Regions from separate parts of the Rattus norvegicus genome. Here region 2 is linked to region 1. Evidence: chromatin contacts called from public Hi-C data. All regions are on one chromosome and are shown on one strand. The core of a region is the stretch at or near the end of the contact, and the rest is flanking DNA. Distances in the headings are between cores, read along the strand shown. Region 1 overlaps Ralgps2 (Ral GEF with PH domain and SH3 binding motif 2). Region 2 overlaps Ralgps2 (Ral GEF with PH domain and SH3 binding motif 2).

Region 1 (3,153 bases), core at 153-2,652:
AAACAAAATCTAGACTAAATACCTAGGTCTTCTGAATCCTAGATTCAGTGGTTTCAATTTGATACCAGGCTTTTTTATACATAGCTTTGAGTTTCACTTAAAGAAATGTGTAAGCTAAGTCAAGTGCTCAAGTTAGAGATTATCTACATTGTCTGACACTGGAATTGATTTATGTGAATAACAAACACCTCACAGTGTATAGCTTTCAAAATTCCTCCTTAATGGGCACACACCCTTAGTCTCAGCACTCGAGAGACAGCGGCCAGTGGCAGGTGAATTTCTGGGAGTTCCAGGACAGCCAGGGCTATACAGTGAGTGACAGTATGTCTAAAAAAAGTGGGCATGGAAGTGTGCACTTATAATCCCACAATGGGAAGGCTGAGACAGGAGGATGGTGAGCTAGGGGCTAGCACAAACCATACAGTAAGAGCCTGTCTTAAGAAACAAACAAGTAGGGCTGGAGGGATGGCTCAGAGGTTATTGAGCACTGGCTGCTCTTCCAAAGGTCCTGAGTTCAATTCCCAGCAACCAAATGGTGGCTCACAACCATCTGTAATGGGATCAGATGCCCTCTTCTGGTGTGTACTCATATACATAAAATAAACCATTAAAAAAAGACACAAACAAGCAAAGGAATGAGAAGCATGTTTGAGAGGCACAGACCAAGTTACTTCTGCCTGCTCACAGTGCACTTCATCTAGACGCTGTCACGTAGACGCTGTCGCGTAGCTTATCCTCCAGCGACCAACCAGGCCTTCAAGTACTTTTAGAATCTGTACTAAGAAGCTTAGCTGAAGGTTTATACTGACAATTTTTTCTTCTTTTTTTTTCAGAGCTGGGGACCGAACCCAGGGCCTTCTAGCGAGCGCTCTACCACTGAGCTAAATCCCCAACCCCTATACTGACAATTTTTAAAAGGTACTTTTTTGTAGCAGTGTAAGCCGTGCAAAGTCTTCACTTACTCTACAGTGTAGTTTTGTCCTCTGGGATCAGGTTCCCTGGTCTACCATTGATAATGGACCCACTTTGGAAGCTCACTCCCCAACAATTGTGCACCGACCAACAGTTATGCACTAACCTGCCAGATCTTCCCTGGAGGCAGCTGAGCGCGGTGTACTCGCTCCTGGTTCTATCTTTAAGGAGAGCCTACATTCCAGAAGAGCAAAACATAAGAAACAATGAGTAATGGAAAAATATCAAAGTCACATTTTCTTACAAAAAACTCAATAGGTAGCTGGAGAGATGGCTCAGTGGTTGACAGTTTAGGGAATGACTTAGCAGACAGCACCCCCGGCACACTCGTTCTGTTGAGCACACAGCCTGCCTGCTCTTCCTAGCACTGCACCCTTGCAGGACAGAACAGAAGAGGAGCTGGCTACATTCCAGTGATTAGCTAGAACACTGACCAGTATGAAAGCACGGCAGCGACCGGCTGCTACCTCAGGTATCAATAGTACCAAACCTCCTTCTCCTAAGAGTGAAGCCAAGTTACAAACAAGAAGAAACCTGTTCTGTACTAAAACTAGGTACTAAATGAAGGTTTTTTTCAACCTGGTTGGAAGTCACAGATGTTGTCTGTAACAGTTATGCTGGCCATAGTAAATGAAGTTGCCTAACAGAGAGAGGCCTTTGGATAAATGCCATTTCTATTAGTTAAATGTTTCTTACTTTCTTTTCACCCACCACGAAGACCACATGAAGAGGGCAGAGACGGCTCAGTGGTTAAAAACACTGGCTGATTTCCAGAGGAGCCAGGCTAGAGTCCCAGCACTCACATGGAGATGCACTACCATCTAAGGCTCTTCTGACCTCCACCGGTACTAGGCATGTGTCATGTACCAGACTGAGTTCTTTGGGGACAAGTACACTATCTCCTTGCTTCTTTAATCTAAGCGACTAGCTTGGTAACTGGCAAAAGTTTGCTCTATACCAGCTAAGGTTGCTCTGGTTCTGACTACTGAGGAAAACCAAGTCAGTACGATGCACCTGCCTGCCTATAAAAATGAAGGTTGTCGCATGTCATTCTGGAAATATCTGGTCTACCTACATCTATGTCCTTCAGGAAAATGAAATTAGATTTACACCAGTGCCTTTGATCCCAACACTCAGAAGGTAAAGGCAGGTGGACCTCTGAGTTCAAGGCCAGTCTGGTCTACACGGTGAGTTCCAGGACAGCTAGAACTAGTAGACAGACCCTGTCTCAAAAACAAAACAACTAGCTTTAATTAAACAAATCAAAACTCTATCACAATCTTGCTACAGTTAGTAAAGTTTCCCCCTCTCTGTAACTGTGTACAGTTAGCTTGGCCTATTCTTTTAACAATACTTTAACTCTTTGTACATCAGTCAGCTTCTCTGGCCAGAAGAGAGAGAGTAATAAATACTTGTATCTTGAATTTTCAGGACATCAAGATAATTGATCTCATTTCCCTAGACAAAATGTGTTTATCAAATATAAATTCTACCTTAGTAACTAGATGCACAGGAAAACAGGGTAAGGATTAAGACCCAGACCATCAAACTCAAAACAGTTACAACACAGGCAGGAGGTCTATGAACCTTCAGCCTTAAAAAGCCAACCTGACCTCTTATTATGTTCAAGTGAGTTATTATAAACATTTTATGTAAAAGTTAAGGGAGAAATTTAAAGTGTTAGTTATATGATATGGGGAAGAAAATGGTAATAAAGGTTTCAAGCAATACAATTTTAGGTGCATTAAAAGTATTTTAAGAGCTTCATATATTTAATACCAGAAGAAAACACCTTACAACTTTCCAAAAAACAATACGCAGATGAAGGGAGAAAGAAAAAAAAAATCAACAAATGAAACCAAAAGGAAAACAAGAGGCATCGCCCTCTCTCCCGGCAGCTGTGATGTGAAGGCTGCGGAAATGGTTACCAGCCTAAGGGTTCCTCCTAAAGGACCGTGTGTTACAGATTAAATATGGTCCTACCACGGTACCTCAGCAACTCAGAGACAAAAAGTCTCAGTAGACCCTCAAATCATGGAAACTCTTTTTTTTTTTTTTTTTTTTTTTTTGGTTCTTTTTTTCGGAGCTGGGACCGAACCCAGGGCCTTGCGCTTCCTAAGCAAGCGCTCTACCACTGAGCTAAATCCCCAACCCCATGGAAACACTTTCAAAGATGTGCCT
Region 2 (3,605 bases), core at 562-3,061, 72 kb after region 1:
TCCCTGAGCCTATGTTAACAGCAACAGAGGTCTGATTACTTCATGTCCAAGGCCACAAATACATCATTCCTGTTGGAAAAAAAAAAAAAAAAGAAGAAATTAAGATGTGTGTCTTTCTCTAAATTCAAGAAAACAACCATGCCAATGACACACTAGGGACACCAGTGTGTTCCAAGGATCAGAAGTACAATGGTGTCAGTACTCACTATTATAGTCAGCATAAGTGAAATAAAATTATTACTTCACTTACTAAGTGATGCCATGAGGGAAAGAATCAGAGTGCATAGTATTTTTAGTTTAAACTAAATAATAAGCATTTAAAATGTGACAAAGTAATACATCCCTCAGTTCAGTTTTCAAGATTTAGATGCAACCTCTAAATTAACAATATAGAAGAGACTTGCCATCATTTCTCCACCAAGATACCGCTAACACTTAAAAATATTATAGGACATGTCAAGACATGTTCATTTATGTAGCAGAATAAGGTTTATTGAATACCCTCAATCTATCACCCCACTGAAAACACGAATTAAGAGAAAATACCATACTCACAATCTGACAAAAATGCCTTCACTATTCCCCTAGAGCACAGAGAACAGCCTCTGGGACAGTAGCAGGCAGGTGAGGACAGAGGACTATGACTCATCTAAAATGCTAGCCAGCCAGGCATCCTCTCCATTCAGACCGTTACTTCTTTCTACCTTACTGATATCAGAAAGTCCCCTTGAGATCTTACTGTTAGCTTTCCTACATAACACAGTATAATTTCTTCTTCTCCATAAAATAACAGGGTTAACAGACTTTGAGTCCATTTCCAAATTTAAATACCTATTTTTACCATAAAAGAAACTGTAAGTTGAGTATTCTACACTATTTACCATACACCTAGTCTGAACTGTCCACGATACTCTACCAAGTCCATTATACGCTTTCTCTACAAAGCTCAGGCACTGCTGGACCCAGTGATGCAAGCTGGAAATCCCAGCTAGGCAGCAGTCTGAGGCAGGATGATCACAAACTCAAGGGCACCAGACAACTTACTAGAGGCGGGAGGGGAGGCTGGGGATACAGCTTGGTAGTACAATATCTAAGTCTAAGGATCTAAGTTCGATTCCCAGTGCAGACTCCCCTCCAACTCCCAAAGAAATCATGAGCTCTGAAGCAAGACTGCTTAAAGTCTACATATGACATAACTTTTCTGTACTGTTTCCTCATGTATAAAGTGGGCAACAGTGAGTATGTCCTTCACAGAGCTGCAGTGAAGAAAACTGAGCACAGATGCCTTACGCATGGTACATTGTCCTGCGACAATGCAATGAGGATGTGGACTTTCTCATTATCAACTCAGTGAATGTAAGGAAAGAAAGGAAAAAGACAAGACTGTGTAAACACTGCAGGCAATCAGAGTACATCTGGTGAGCAGCGTGAAAATCCTAACACAGAAGAAATAAGAATGTCTCTCAGATGAACCAAATCGTGCTCCTGGGGTTTCAAACAAAATTATAACGGCCGACAGCAGCTTTTAAGCTCATGTTAAATTATCTTCATTTCTTCAGATTTGCCTTAGTATTTTTGAGGAACAAAACACCATTCTACAATTTTTAAAATAAATACATTTGAATTAATCAGATCTAGGATCCACCTGCAGAGGCAGTATGGAAATAAATATGAAACTTCCTTCTAGCTCACACTATCTCACCACACAGGCTTTGTTACCCTCACAAACCATGGCTAGGATGAGGCTAACACTTGCCCTGCTATGGAAAACAACAGCTTGTGCTGGGTATATTGAGCCATGCCTGTAATCCTGACCCTGGGAGGCAAAGATCAAAGGTCACAAGCCCAAGACCAGCCTAGGCTACCCAGTTTCAGGCCAGCCCAGGCTACTCAGTAAGACCCAATCTTAAACAAGTATTTTAAAACCCAGGTTTATAGTGAATTATATATTAATACAATTCAATCAGGTATTCTTTGCCTGCTGTCAATTTTACTCCTGGGGTAGACGGGGGTAGTTTTGAAACCGCACCTTACTCTGCAGACCAGACTGGTCTAGAACTTACTATAGAGCCCAAGCTGATCTCTGATATTTTCTGGCAACAACGCTCATTTTGTAGTGAAATGTTTTCAAATGATTTCCTACTGTGTGACATATAAAAGGAATCCATAAATCTAGGGAGCCCCCTAGTGTTAAGAAAGATATTTTGATTTAATTGCAAAAAGAATAACTTAATGTTAGTCTTAATCTTTACATTACATTTACTATTTACTGAATAGAGGTAATACACAGTTAGAATAAGTATCAATACACCTGAATCAGGTTTTCTTTGCTTGGTCTCTCCTCCCCTCTCCCCTTTCCCCTCTCCTCCCCCACCCCCCTCTGTGTGTGTGTGTGTGTGTGTGTGTGTGTGTGTATGTGTGTGTGTCTAACTTACTACAGAACATAGGCTGGCAACAAATCTATGGTAATCCTTTAGCCTCATGTCTGGTTTTGCCAGTTTTTGTCATTAAAGTATTTCATGAGATTTCATGAGAATAAGTTATATTAAATCCATTACCTGGCAAACTAATAAAAAAATACAAATCAAATGAGACAAATATATATTGTAGTTTATCTCATTTTCCTAAGGAATATAAAGCAGCGTTCTCATTTATGACTACAAATATCACAATAACCATTTTCTTAATTAAGTTCAACTAATTTCAACTTACTCTGTTTTCTACTTCTAAAGACATTTATTCTGGCTGCCTTCTGTTTTCTTTCAAACAAGCAGTATCAGTCCTTAGACAGGAAACCTTGAAGCGTGTACTCTTAGACTCTTGCCTCACTCTTGCCTCAGTTCACAAACTAGATCCTCAAACTGCACACAACCAGCTAGCCTCTAAAGTGAGCATCTTTTCAGGGTGCTTCCAATACCAAACAAAGGATGTTTCTTTTCTCCCTCAATAAGCAAATAAGGGGGGTTGGGGATTTAGCTCAGTGGTAGAGCGCTTGCCTAGTGAGCACAAGGCCCTGGGTTCGGTCTCCAGCTCCGAAAAAAAAGAAAAGAAAAAAAAAAGCAAATAAGGGATAAAAGTTGACAAAAAGATTCCCTATCAATTGATCGGAGTGCAGAGCTACCTACTATGGCCTTTGCATGTAACTAAACTTCACTTCCTTTAGCTCCTGTGTCTATGTATACAAATACACCCTTCTCTGTGTGGAACACTATACTGTAAGACTTCCACTAGGGAACATGACTTGCAGAGACTTAGTGCCAGGCTCAGATGTCATCATTGCTGGGTTTGCAGATCCCACTATGCTGTTACTTCTTGACTCGTTACTCTGACTAGGGAAGTCTCCAGACTTGAGTCTATAACGACAAGGTTTCCGATGCCTCCCCATCTCTCCTCTAGCTGCAGTTATACAGTCTACTTTAGTTTGAAGTTTATCAGAAAACTTTCATTTTGTACTGTTGGCTTTTATTCTTCAACACCATTAACTGTCAGCCTCATCCTGCTCATGTATATAATAATAAATGTATACTACTCAGTAACCAATGAAATGTTGAGTATCTATGAATCGGATCAAAATATGGGTGGCTTTTTCATAGAATGATCTGCCA

The links. A called contact is a pair of places that touch in the nucleus more often than the background predicts.
Region 2: a contact with region 1 is called in a Hi-C map of liver, with 2.4 times the contacts expected there. The contact joins two enhancer-like sites. A contact is called at or near these places in 2 of 12 Hi-C or Micro-C datasets (kidney and liver).

Annotation. Positions count from the first base shown.
Region 1 is chr13:71,503,634-71,506,786 of GRCr8, forward strand. It overlaps Ralgps2 (Ral GEF with PH domain and SH3 binding motif 2), which reads right to left. Exons shown (of 20, transcript NM_001401396.1): 11 at 1,079-1,146. It also overlaps a transcript of Angptl1 not described here. Among named protein-coding and RNA genes, the nearest start is that of Angptl1, 8.1 kb to the right of the region's middle. Within about 2 kb of position 1,403, at least 2 of the 93 cell types and tissues checked have an H3K27ac peak or open chromatin away from gene starts, as enhancers often do. A contact at or near this core is called in liver, where this site is marked.
Region 2 is chr13:71,575,505-71,579,109 of GRCr8, forward strand. It overlaps Ralgps2 (Ral GEF with PH domain and SH3 binding motif 2), which reads right to left. Exons shown (of 20, transcript NM_001401396.1): 2 at 1-69. Among named protein-coding and RNA genes, the nearest start is that of Ralgps2, 29 kb to the right of the region's middle. Within about 2 kb of position 1,812, at least 1 of the 93 cell types and tissues checked has an H3K27ac peak or open chromatin away from gene starts, as enhancers often do. A contact at or near this core is called in liver, where this site is marked.